Linked DNA regions of Sus scrofa: region 1 is linked to region 2. A link is a contact called in public promoter capture Hi-C data. All regions are on one chromosome and are shown on one strand. Each heading gives the region's core, a stretch centred on a gene start, on an enhancer-like site or on the middle of the called end of the contact. The rest is flanking DNA. Distances are from core to core; before and after follow the strand shown. Region 1 holds the start of TMX3 (protein disulfide-isomerase TMX3). Region 2 holds the start of RTTN (rotatin).

What was found. Promoter capture Hi-C pulls out the DNA fragments that hold promoters and counts their contacts.
Region 1: a promoter capture Hi-C map of liver shows a contact between it and region 2, with 16 times the contacts expected there. The contact joins the promoter of TMX3 here to the promoter of RTTN in region 2. A contact is called at or near these places in 1 of 5 promoter capture datasets (liver) and 2 of 2 datasets of contacts at active chromatin or transcription factors (alveolar macrophages and skeletal muscle).

The regions. Positions count from the first base shown.
Region 1 is chr1:153,985,218-153,992,193 of Sscrofa11.1, reverse strand. It overlaps TMX3 (protein disulfide-isomerase TMX3), which reads right to left and starts at 4,174. Exons shown (of 16, transcript XM_005654478.3): 1 at 3,912-4,174; 2 at 2,934-2,988. The coding sequence starts at 3,957.
Region 2 is chr1:152,684,158-152,691,262 of Sscrofa11.1, reverse strand. It overlaps RTTN (rotatin), which reads right to left and starts at 2,958. Exons shown (of 49, transcript XM_021099277.1): 1 at 2,855-2,958; 2 at 978-1,165; 3 at 1-150. The coding sequence starts at 1,019.

The sequences.
Region 1 (6,976 bases), core at 2,925-5,424, 1.3 Mb before region 2:
GCTGTGAGACTCCAGCTGGGCTCCTGGATGAGCTATCACTAGTTCACTAGATTCCTGAGCTGTTGTTCTTCAGTCCACCAACATCCAACAGGCCACTGACTACCTCTCAAAAGGTAGGTATTTTTCAGCCAACCTGGGGAACCTATCAGGTCTATGCTGCTCTGTGGTGTTGTTCTTCTGCCATAAACTCAAATCAGTGAACTGAAAGGGTGCCGAGATGTGCAACTCAAATGGCAGATGTGGACCAGTGAGGCCCAGGGGAAGGGAAACCTGGTGGCCTGCTTAAGCGCCTCAAGAGTATCCTGTTGGGTGGGCCCCTGTGGCTTTTCAAGTACCTGGTAGATGGGTGCCAGATCTCTGAATGAGTTATGTGACAGTATCAGTAGCCCAACAAGCCCTTCAAAACATAGGCCTTTTTTATTTTGGGGTCAGAAAGAGACAAGAGTTTGGTAGTGACCTCTAAAAGAATGAGATGAAATACACTTTCCCAGTTCACACCAAAGAATTTCAGTTGGGTACCTGGGTACTTGTACCTTGTTGGTATTAACATCCTAGCCATGTTGCCACTTGAGTCATCATGGTGTCTGGTCCTTGTAGGCAGGGACTGTCTAGATGCTCTAGGAGGTCATTATCAACGCAGTGAAAGGTCAGTGCCCCTCTTGGAGGTTTTTCCAAGTCATGGCCTACCCACTGAGAGCAGCAGACAGGCAGGTAATGTAGATATCACGGGACAGTAAAAATGTGTTGGAATCCATTCCAAGTGAAGGGATTTGATCCTGATCAGCCCAGTGACGAGAGGTGCTGGCATCTGACATCACAAATGTCATAAACCAAGCTCCCTCTAGTAGACCTTCCTTATGTCAGGTCATACCTGCATCAAGAGTAGCTCTAAAGCTCTATGGCATTGAGGTACCTACCATCAATGCTGAGTCTTCAGGTACCCAAGGCCTTGTGCCCAGGCCACATGGGGCCACTGAATAGAGAAAGTTTCATAGAGCACTTAGAGACAATAGCACTAAGAGCTGGTAGCCGGTAGGTTCGGTCTTCCACATGCTCCAGGAAGAGGCCTCAAGTGCAGCAATTTCCACTGGGGCTTAGGGACAAAGTAGGAGTGCACATAGCTAATCATCTATACCAATGAGCACACTGAATAGTAGGGCCCAAAAGTACCCATCCAGAACCCAGCCTGGGCAAGGGGGCTGGTGTTGGTCATCATAGACTCAAAACCAGACGGCATTACATGTATTTTCCTCATTGTGGGAGCAGGGTTTGCAGGGATTATACACACTGCACTGATATCAAAAGAGCCAGAGAAGTGCAGTTCTTCCCTACCTCCCCAGGCAACCCCACTGGGGAGAGAGATGCCTCAGTTTAAGATACTGTCAAGGTCTAGGTGATTTGGGAGCTCTGTCACTCTTCTCCAGGCAGGATGGCAGGCATAATTCCAAGAGTCACAGGCTGTCATCACACTGACCCTTGGACAATGCCCATCAGACCCCTCACACACTGATACCTGGCCATGAGGTCCTTTGTAAGAAGCCTATCAATTTCCTCCCCTGAGACCCCATTACTGAATAACCACACTAACCCTCAGATCTTTCTGGAAAGGCTCTTGCACAGGTCATACAGGAGAGGGTGCCCAGGTCCCTCTCACTGTCACTCTTTGTGGTAGTCAGTCTCTGCTCTCTTCATGGTGGCTGCTTCCTCCATGTCCAGAAATTTGTCACTTAAGCCTTGGGTTGCATTACAGACTAAGTAACCTGACTTCATAAGGATGCTAACTGGGTCCGAGAACAAGCAGACATTTCCTTGTGTAGAGGTGTAATTAGGACAACAAGCCAAACTGAAAGTAACAATCAAGGCTTTATTCACTTACTGAGACAATGCAAGCCAAGAGGCAAAATAAATAAATAAATAAATAAGGGGCCAGCTCCTCGGTGTTCCATTTTTCTGAGCAGAACTGGAACAGGTGAGGGTCAGGCAACATAGCACAAAGGAATCCACCTCACTGCCCAGGAGCACTGAACCCAAGGCTTCTGCCTCTCAGGACCCATGCGCAGAGGGAGGGAGACAGGAAAGGGACAATAGTGGAAAGGTACTGAGTCCAAGTGGAAAAATGCGCCTCACCCAAGCCTGTCAATAAGGCAGATGGTCTCAGCAGAGATACCTCTGAAATGCCTTAGGGGAGGCTGCCCCTAACACTGAGGCCTCCAAAAGAGGCTGAGTATGCAGATAAGACAGACAGCACTGCTGACCTGGGGGCCTGAGTCTATGACTACAACTCCCTCCAGAGACTGCAAAGCCTTGGCTGTGTACCAAATCTGGTGTGGGGAGGGCAGCTTCCCCCTGGAGGCCTGCCAGCAAAAGCCTAGTAATTGCTGGAGTCAGGCGTGAAAAATCATGCACAGGATTTTGGATTGAGGCAGGATTTCACCTGCTATAAACAATGACTTGTGATTAATGCTGTGTTACTATGTGGTTACCAAATTCCAGCACCCACTTAGTAGCAACTAAAGGCAAAATATATAACAAATATACAAGGTAAAATGGTTAAAATAGAAGAGTGCCATTTTTTTTTTTTTTTGATCTTTTAACTGTCCTTAAAACTCTTTTGCGCCCAATCCTGTTTTGTATATATAGCACTGATGGCAATTTCTGGAACAAAATTACTGTTGTATTAACACTGGCCATTACTGTCTCTATTATCAAAGGATTAGATTCATACTATGTTGTACGCTTTAAGCTAATATATTTTACATCACCTATACTTAAAAAAATTTCTAACTCCATACGGAATTAGAAAATTATGTGGTGTAGATTAAGTGCTCGATAAGACAAGATAATTTTTTAAAAATATTAGATTCATACAAATATTTTGGTAACATCTCAGTTGGAAAAAGTTTAAGACACTATTTAAAAACATATATACTCACGATTCATCTAAATCTTCTACAAATCCTTTACAGAATGCCACATCAAGTAAAAAAACTGAAAAAGAAAAGAATAAATGCTGATTTACCTTCTGGCTTACATACTTAGTCACCTATAAAATATTTTGTTTTTTTACAACCTATCAAAACATCATCATTTATCTATCCCAGGGCACAAGCATTGTTCACCTGTTTAAAAAATATTTAATCTGCATGCAACGACATTTTGACAGCAAGTTCTACGTAAACTAAAAAATCTAAGGCACGGAAGTTCTTTTTTTACATATTTTTACTTTCATCCTATTTTTCCCTTTTACTTTTCCATCTTTTTGTAGTAAAGATGAAAATTCATCTTCTTCATCTCCTTTTCTCTAGCAGAATTTATCTCTATAAATTTCAAACACCATTCAAAAGACTACCCCTCTCACCACTGATATATAGAAACAAAATTGAGCTACACTTCTAATACTGACTACAGAATGTAGTGGGAACTAAGAGGCTGCTCTGTAAGTGGCCATATCACGGTGAGAACCGGGGTACTTCTGATGATGGCACGAGGCTGGGAAGGGCCAACACACGTTCAGATCAGTTCTCACACCGCACAGCCCGTAAGACCTGACCGTAATCGGTCCTTGACCCTCCCTCTCTTTAGCCCCCGCGAAGGTTAAAAACTCTTCAGATGTGACAAAATTAAGAACCTAAAGGCAAAGCAAGGTTTGGCCACTAGTGAAGGAGTCGGCGCTTCTGAAACTTCTTGCCGAACCGAGAACAGAAACCACTGCAAGGCACGGGTCTCCTGTGAAGCTGCGCTGGGGGAGGACCGTAAGGCTGCCGGTCACCGGACCACCATCAGGAGAGTACTTCGGCGGCAACCCCCTCAGGCCTCTCGCCCCCACTGCCGAGACCCTGCTCCAGCCCCGCACCCTATCCCACCTGGGCGAGGGTCCCCGCCCCCTCCCGCACCGCCCAAGCGGCCTTTACCTGTGGCGCACAGCCCCAAGGCGGCCCCGCGACTCCGAGCCGCCATGCTCGCCGCAAAGGAGCTGCAAAAGCCGACACTGCGGAGGGAAGAGAAAAGAACACCGGCGGCCGCCGCCTGCGCTTCCGGAAAGGGAAGCCGGCTGGCCTGTGCCCGTAAGGGAAGCTCGGCGCTAGGGGCGGGGGCGCAGCAGGCCGGCCTCTGGTATCCTCCCAAGAACCGCCACCTCGCCTCTGAGCATGCGCGGAACTACAGCGCCTGCGCGGAACTGGAACGCATGCGCGGTCACGACTTCAAAGCAGCGCCCTGGCTTCCTCCGGGAGCGTGGGAACCTGGAGCGGGGGCGCCTTCCTTTGGGGGCGGAGTGGTGTGTGGGGACTAGGATAGAGGGACTTCCGGAAAATTAAATGCCCGCTGTTTTCTGCGCGGAAGGTGAGGTAGACTGAACGCTTGAGATTGGATTTTGTCACCTCTCACCTGCTGCTCATGTGCCGTTAGCAATCAAATTCGTGAAAAGAGGTCTGTGTTAGCTATGGGTAGAAAGAAGCTGTGGATTGCTGCGTGACTTTCCATGTATCTCCATAATGAATTTGAAATCTTTCACCCTGTTTGCAAAATGGGAGATCTGTTTTATGGTAGTAAGCTCCATTAATGTGTTTTTGCCAACTAAAATAGTCCCTTTAAAAGAACTGTTTCTCTTGAAATTTGAAAACATGAAGTTGATTGAAGGACATAATTTTTTGATAATTTGTTCCTGTTCTCTTGTTAAAATAAGTAAAATACTCGCTATAAGGTGTTAATATTGCAGTTTTTCTACATAACAAAAGTAATTTATAAAAGCAGTACAGCTTTATACAATAGTGACTGCTGCAGGAACTGCATCTGACTTAGATCAAAATTTTATAGGAGGTGAAATAGAGGATTTAGATTAAGTCAGTTATTGAACGGTGTGTTACGAGGACAGAAATGGATTATGATGTCAGCCCACTCACCTTAGGTTCAAAATTCCACCAGGAAGAAATCCCATAAAACACCTGCTGTTCTTAATGATTAGAAGATTAAGTTGTAATCTGATTGAGAGCAAGCCCTAGGTTTCAGCCTTTTCATGGAATCTGCATAGTATCCAGTGCAGGCCTTTGGCAGATTCAAATATTATATTTTTAAATTGAGCATATAGTTTATTCTAAGAGTTTAACATACATAAATATTTAATCTTCATTGAAAGTTCTCAAAGTAAGAAATAGTATAAATGAGGATCCAGGGTCATAGAAAAGGTAATTGGCTTAATAATTTAAAATAATGGGGTTGCTATTTGACATAAAGTGTCAGACTCTAGTGCTGGCATTCTTTCTGTTACAGGATACTATTAGGATTTTTTTCTGCCCTAGAATTTTCTCCCTCCCTCTTCCCTGTCTCCTTTTTCAGTCACCCTATTTTGGTTAATGGTACAAATGTTTGACCAATTTCTCCAGAAGTTATGCTAGGCACTTCCCAACTTAATATTTTCCATATTCAACTGGTTGCCACATCTTGTTGCTTTTATTGCCTAAATATCTCTTCAATTTGTCCCCTTTTTTTTCCATCTCCATTACCACCAGGTCAAGTTCTCTTCTTCTCTCACTTGGATAATTGAAATAGCCTCCTAAACGGGCTCCTAGACTTTAGTTTCACCTTGAAGGCAACCTGTGCATCACTTGCTAGATTGATGTTTCAGAAATCTAGCAACTTTAATATAAAATCACTTTACTTTAAACTTTAACATTACTCGATGGGATACAGAATGAAATAGCTCTCTAGGAGTTCCCATCGTGGCTCAATGGAGAAGAATCTGATTAGCATCGATGAGGACACAGGTTCGATCCCTGGCTTCACTCAGTGGGTTAAGGATCTGCTTTGGCGTGAGCAGTGGTGTAGGTTGCAGATGTGGCCCGGATCTGGCGTTGCTATGGCTGTGGTATAGTCCAGCAGCTACAGCTCTGATTTGACCCCTGGCCTGGGAACCTCTGTATGCTGTGCGTGTGGCCCTAAAGAGACAGAAAAAAAAAAAAAAGAAAAAGAAAGAAAGAAAGAAAAATAGCTCTCTATACTATGTGCTAGTACTTTCATCATCTATTGTTTACTGTACCTTCCCTCCCTTTGTCCCATCCTCCCCAACTCTGTACCGCTAATAACAGTACCCCACTGAACCAGCCATGCTATTTTCATCCCTTGAAGCTTGCATAAAATAATCTGCATCAGTTACATTGAGTATTATTACCACGTTTGCTATCTTAGTAAAAATCTTCTATGTTGCATTTTCTTTAAAAATGGCTTTATTTTTTAAGAGCAGTTTTAGGTTCACAGCATAATTGAAAGTACAAAGGTATCCCTCCAAAATAAATAAACTAAAAAATTACTCTCATCCATTTCAAAATTGCACAACATGTAAAAAATACGATTTTTTAAAAATTTCCATCACAACTTAAATTATCCTGTGGAGATCAACAAAAAACATTCTCCGGAGTGCCTGTTGTGGCTCAGAGGTAATGAACCCAACTAGTGTCCATGCTGATTTGGGTTTGATCCCTGGTCCTGCTCAGTGGGTTAAGAATCCAGCATTGCTGTGAGCTTTGGTATAGGTTGCAGATCTGGTATTGCCGTGGCTGTGACATAGACCAGCTGCTGCAGCTCCAATTTGACCCGTGATCTAGGAACTTTCATATGCCATGGGTGCAGCTCTAACACACACACAAAAACATTCTTGACCTAGGCCTCTGCTTTCAGATAGCATAACTATTAGCCATATGTGGCAGTTGAGCTCTTGAAATGTAGCTAGTGTGATGGTTACTGAATAATGGCTTTTTTAACTTTAATAAACTTAAATTTTAAAACTGATTCTTGATTCAGTTACTGGGAAACATTTAAGTATGGCTGGAAAAAACTAAATATTGGATTTTGAGGACAGTGTGAAAAAGAATGTAAATTTCTCAAAAAAATGATGAAATTATGTTGAATATTTGAGTATGCATTCCTAAAATATATTAAAATTAATTTCTCCTATTTCCATTTATTTTACTAAAAATTTTAA
Region 2 (7,105 bases), core at 1,709-4,208:
ATACAGTTCAGGAACTTCTGAAGGAAGAACAAAAAGTCCATCCAGAATGCCATCAATTTCAGCCTGCAGATCCGGCTCCACATTAGAACGAAGTTTTGATAAGAATTCAACTGCACCAAGATCAACCAAATGCTGGACTGCTGGGGAATACTGAAATAAGAGGAGAGCCTTGAAAATAACTATAAATATAAAAATCTTTAGACTTTATCTTACAGCAATCAAAATAGGACATTATTTTTGGTACACCAGATGTTCCTTTTTTAAAACAATAAATCTTTCAGTGATGTACATAAATTATAAACAAATATAAAACATTAGATAACACTTATGAGAGAAAAACCCAGACAGTGAACACTAGAAATGCACACTATCAATTCCTACATTTATTTATTAAATTGATTACTTCTCTCCACTGATTCACCCCATCCTCTCCTTCCTCCAACCAGTCAAAGGATGCCAAAGTAATAATCCCCTACAACTGCAAAAGGATTTACAGTTTGGAGAAGTTAAACTAGCACTTTGATATTTGATCCTGACAACTAGCTACTGTCAAGTCAGACTAAGAAACATAAATCTTAAAAAAAAAAAAAAAAAGATATGGGAAAAACAATTTAACATACTTATGCTGTTTGTTATCGTGGTCTGTAACATCACCTTTAAATGTGTTCTCTTTTAGACATATACATCTACTTTTTAACATGTAAATAACAGTAAATAAGGGAAAACAAAATGACAAATATTAACCTCCAAAGATGGTCCCAAAAGTCAGAATATACCTGGATTCAGAAGCTGGGTACAGTACAGACAATGTGAGATTCAGTATCACAAGTTAAAGGAGGACGAGCATTATATACACAAAGGAATAAAATTCGACATCTTCAGTTGTTTCTTTAAGTTTAATCATTTAAATTTTCAACTACTGCTACAATTAAGTGACCACAAAACATTCACTCGTTTAAATTTCAAAATGATCCTACCTTAACCAATCTGTTCAACAGGCTCAGAACCTCTTCTTTCATTGGAACAGACGGGAAATTGAACCATTCCAGCAAATGGAGGAAAAGTAGCCTCTCCTGAACTAGATCAGCACAACAAATTAAGTTGTGCTCAACTTTGCAGAGAATATTCCTAAGGGCGCGTTCCCTGATCTCGGCCAGCTGATGACCTGTCAAAGAAGTACAGCACAGAGCTAATTTTCCGACTCCAAAGAGGTGCCCACAGGGGATTTACCCTAAAACTGTGTTATTTACGCTGCGGGCGAAAGCAGGATTAAGAAAGGAAGAAAAAGAAAAAAAAAAAAAAAAAACACGCAGGCCGCAGGTGCCTTCAGGACGAGAACTAAAGAGTTTAAAACAAAGTCTGAGATGTGTCCCCAGGAGACGGGGAGCCGTTGCGGGGTGGCCGGGCCTTGGCACCGTGACTCGGCCATTCTCAGCAAACGGCCAGGACAGTAGGGCGACCCGGGTGAGGGGCAACTCAGATTGTTACCGAGTTTCCTGATGAGCCCGGTCAGGACCATCTCGTCCCGCTCAATCAGCCGCCGCCGGAGAATTAAACTGCCGCGCCACAACGTCAGTTTAATTACTGTCCCCCCAGAAACCCGGCCAGATGGAAGACGGGTTCCGCAATTCCTGAGCGAAGGAGACAGGGAGTGAGAAGCATTCCGTAAGCTGTTCCCAGCACCCGCGCCCCCAAAGAAGCTTACGGCCTCTCTGTAATTACTACTTCGTAGTTCCTAGACAGTGGTGTGGATTGTTAAGAAATGGAAAGAATGAAGAAGCAAGCAGCGATAGAACCAGCTTTGGCCGCAGTGCGCGTCGGGAGTTGTAGTCTTCGCTTGTTCGTGCTCCGCTCCCGGAATTCCGGACCCGCCACCGTGCCCGCCAGCCTGGGGTTCCGGCGTCCTCGCTTCTATGCGAGGGGTTTATGACTCTGCCAGTCTGACTTCTCAGCTCCCAGAACTTTACAATTTAGAATGCGGACTTTTGTTAGGATTACCCATCCCAGCCCACGCCTGCCTCCCTGCGTTACTAAATGACTTAACCTCTTCAACTGTAAAACGAACCTGCAAAATCAAGCAGTGACCTTGGATACCTGGTTTCAAAGTAAACAGGACGCAATAGAAATAAAGGCTAGCTGGGGGGGAAGTGGGGGGAGGGGTACACAGAAGAGAAAAAAGGCGACTGTAGAAAGAAAAAGGGATTGGTAGGGGGGTTAATTCCTATTTGAATGCCTCTAAAGTTGACTTCTGCACTGTGATCGAGCTGAACTAATAGGGAAAAAAAATCTAAGCAATGGTTAACAGCAAAGACAACAAAACTAAATATATAAAATGACTTGCATTTTAGAAAATATTTTATCTCACTGATCTTTTCAATTTCCCTGGACAAGGGATGTCGAGGCAGCAATTCTCATTCCTATTTTGCAAAAAAAAAAAAAGGAGGGGGTGATTGGGAGTGAGGAGGAACTTAAAATCGGAGAAGTACCTGGCTCACTATCACATCAACAAATAACTGACTGATTAAGTTTGTTTCTTTGTCCCATTCTTAGAACCTTGCCACCTCTACAAGTCTGTAGATAGAGAGTGGTGACATTTGAGCTGGACCTTGGGGGATAAGTAGGAGTTTATTTGCCAGGCAAAGAAATAGTATAAGGGAATTTCTGCCAGAGAAAACAGTACATGCAAAGGCAAGAATTCAGAGTGAGTCTGTCGAAGTCAGGGAAAGTGAAAAAGTCTATGTGACCAGATTACCTCTGGGAGAAAGAGAAGAGGGGCAACTGGCATGCTGGCTATTTCCCCATTTGGTCCTCCAGGGACTTCTCCCCACTCTGCTAGCCTCTGCCGGTAACTGACCTCTACAGATGAAAAGGCTGCACCAGCAAAGCACCCTGGCCCTCCAGCATCCAACTGGCTGTGGTAAATAGAGACACCAGGAGGAAATGAGAGGAAGAAATGAGAGTGTGTATATTTAACCAAGATTCAGCTAGCCCACACCTAAACCTGCCTGGCCAAGATTGTAACAGTGGCTGCATTCCATAGGGCAATAGCTCCTGCTGAATGGTGTGTCAAAGGTACTGAAAAACAGAAACTGTAGAAGGAGGCATTTGCACTAACTGATAAGTATCTGTAGTTGTCCAGCCATGACGGTTTAAGTTGTGTATTTGAAGTGTCAAGGTCAAAATACACAAAGCGGTATGAAGAAATGAGAGAATTAATTTTTTCAGTGATATTTCTAAGATGAACAGTCTTGGATGATAGGAAATTGGGGATGTTGGTGGGTAAGGGATGGGAGAAAAATAACTTCAAGCAAGCATTTTTTAAGTAGAATAGGAGGTCAGACTATGAAGTGGTATCGATTATGTTGCTTTTCTAACATTTGCTGTTATTATTGAGCAGATGTTACCTTTATAATTAGACAAAAATTATTGTCTTGCCTATTACATTCAAAACAATTATCATTCTCCTGTTAGACTGAGTATTAGTTTGCCAGTTTTTCCTCAAAGTATCAACTGTCAATTTATTAATTCTACTGTTTAAAAAAAAACATATTCTAATGTATTAACTGTACTTTTATTTAGTATCAGTTACTTTCTCCTTCTTTGGGTTTGTTTCGCTGTTCCTTTTCTAACTTTTTAAGCTAAGAGTTACTTTATTTCAATTCTTTCTTAGTTATAGTGAATTTTAAGTCCATGAATCTGCATCTAAAAAAAGCTCTAGTCATATATCATGAATTTAGATTTGTAATATTCTAACTATTATTATTTTCAACAATCCTGAAACTACTGTTTCCTTTTTCTCCCAAGATCTGTTTAGAAGGTTGATTTTTAATTGCCTTCTTTGTTGTATACTTTCATTATTAATTTCTACTTTTATTGTATCCCCATCAGCAACCCAGGCTTTTGTAATTATGAACTTTAAGATCAAATATTTTAAGTGATGCCTGAGTACTTGAAAAAATGGCCAATAGATATCTGTGTGTAGATGTGTGAAGAACCATATGTGTATTATCTTTGTAATTTTCTATGTGTACTTAAAATAGTTTTTGTCATATATACTTAAGTGCTCACATAGTAAATACACATTGAATTTTACATGATGGTAAATGACAGCCGTTCACTGGTGATACATATATGGATCAGGGAAGGGGTGAAGGTAGAGATCTTTTCTGGTGATGATTTTTCTTAGGAGAGAAAGAAATGCTTTTTTTTTTTTTTTTTTCTTTTCTGGAAGAAGCATGCATGCAGTTTTGCTCTTCCTTACAATTTGGACATGAATTTCAATACTTGGGGTTATGTATAGCAGGTCTGTAAGTTGTGATCCTGTGCATTTATTCCAGTTACTTGACTCACTTAAAATATCTGGCTCATAGCCGTATAAGCTAACCAAACTGTTGCACCGAGCACACACTTTGGAGCCAGACAGGCAGAGATTTAAAACCAGCTTTGCCACCTTAATTGCATAATTGTGGGTAAGCTTATGGTCGCAAGTGACAAAACTCTAACCCAAACAAGTAAGCAAAAATGAGTTACTATCTCACTCTAGAAAAGGATCTAGCCTCAGAGACTCAAAAATATCACTGTTCTTTTTCTCAGTCTCTTGGCTTTTTTTCTCTCAATGTATTTGCCTCTCTCATTCTCTTATATTACAAGAAAAATTCCAAAATTGTAGGGAAAGAGAGGATTGTGATCCAGACATTCATCTTTTCATGCAGAAACTCTAGAAGAAAAAGAAAACTTCTCTCTCAACATCTGGATGTAAAATCCATGATAAGTACTCCATCAGAATCATTGTTATGAGGTTACCTGATCCTAGATTACACTCTGAACAGGGCATGATATCATAACAGGATACTCAGCTAGAGTCACAAGGAGGTGGGCAGAAGACTTCCACTAAGGAAAGGGTATTATTAACAAAAAATAGTGTTAAAGGATTGGCAGGTAGGAGAGAAAACCTGATGCCTCTATGACCTTTAAGTCTCAGGCGTTTACAAGTAGAAACTGGGGTTAAAAGTAGTAACCTCTAATAAGACTGAAGACCAAAGGAGATAACCCAGAGAAAGCACTTATTCAAGGACCTCCATAATAGGTACTTATGACTAATAATTAATTAATTAATTAATTAATTAATTATTATTTATTATTTTAAAAAATAATTATAGAGATTTCCCTTCATGGCTCAGCAGTTAACGAACCCATCTAGGATCCATGAGGATATAGGTTCCATCCCTAGCCTTGCTCAGTGGGTTAAGCATCCAGCATTGCCATGAGCTGTGGTGTAGGTCACAAACGCGGCTCAGATCCCACGTTGTTGTGACTATGGCTGAAGCAGGCAGCTACAGCTCCGATTCGACTCCTGGGAAATTCCATATGCGGCAGATGCAGCCCTAAAAAGCAAAAAAGCAGCAAAGGGAAAGGTGCCTCTTTGCTATGGACTGAATGATTGTCCTGCTCCCCCTACCAAGAAAATTCTTGTTAAAATCTAATCCCCCATGTAATGGTGTTAGTGGGGACCTTTGGGAGGTGATTGGGTCATGAGGGTTGAGTCCTCCTAAGTAGGATTTGTGCTCTTATAAAAGAAGCTCCAGAGAGGACAAGTGAGGACACAGGAAAACCAAAACAAAAACAACAGCCATCTATGAGGCAGGAAGCAAGTCCTCACGACACAATGAATCTGCTAGTGCCTCGATCTTGGGCATTTCAGCCTCTAGAACTGTGAGAAGTAAATTCGTTGTTTGTAAATTATCCAGTCTATTTTGTTATAGTAGCCCCAAAGGACTAAAATAATCCTCTTTCTAGGAATCAAATGCAATGTCAAACCTGCAAGTATAGTACTACCTGCAAGTATAACCACAAGGTTGATGCTCCCTTCATCCAAGGGGTCCTGGGACACAGACTGAACCTTGCTACTTAGTGAGGGAGGCTTTGAAGATCAGAGGTGCTCCAGCCTTACAGCCATTGGTACAGCCATTCCCAGGAGAAATTTCCAGAAAAAAGAAAAAAAGTATCAGTGCTCAGGCTTTTTTCCCTGGTTTTTTAGAGGAAAGAAATTATTGGCCCAAAGGGGAAATTCTTTTACAGGCTACTTTTACACTCAATGGGATACTAATTTATTTATGAAGACAATGCAAGCAGGATTCCTAAGCAATCCTAGGGCTCTAACCAGTAGATGTGTGGAAGTTATTCATGGTCCCCCAGAGCAGCAAACATTCTGTGTGCCTTCCAGGAAAGTCACCTGGACCTCAGCCTGCCTTATTTAAGAATAAAGATTATGGTTTATTAATAATTCTGATTTCAAAGAAGGAAAAATATTAAAGCCTGAGGTTTCATCCCCAACTCATGAATTTTCCTAATCATGCCCCATAACTTGGTCCTATGAATTTACATAATACTTAATTTTTAAGGGGATTGTCAAATCTAATTTATCCTCCCAATACCAAAATAGAAAGTTAATAAATATTTCATGCCCTTTTATAGTGGAATGATGGAAACAAGATATAGTATGTTCCATTTCAAATAGCAGAGCAACATAAATTTAAACTCTGCTTTTTTTTTTTGCACAATTTAATCAATAAGCCTCTTAATTATAGATACGGCAAAACAGACAAGGATGTCTGCTATCACCATTTCTATTCAGTGCTGCACTTGAAGTTTTATTTATGGTAATTGGGCAAGAAAAAAAAATAAAAGTCATCCAGATAAGAAAGGAAAAGTTAATCTGTTTCTGCTTGCACTTGACATGATCTCATATAGAGAAAATCCTAAGGAATCTGAGAAAAAACTCTTAGAGAAAAAAAGACCTTAGAGTATATAAAATTAATACATAAATCAATTCTATATTTATATACTAGCAATAAACAATCCAAAAATTAAAGAAAATTATTCCCTTTACCATAGCATCTAAAAGAATAAAATATTTAGAAATAAATTTAACACAATAAATATGACTTCTACACTGAAAAGCTACAAAATATCATTGAAAGAAATTAAAGAGGAACTAAACATATAGGAAAAATATCCTGTGTCATTTATTGGAAGATTTGCCATTTTAAAGATGGCAGTACTCCTGAAATTGAACTATAGATTCAAATCAATTTCTATCAAATAC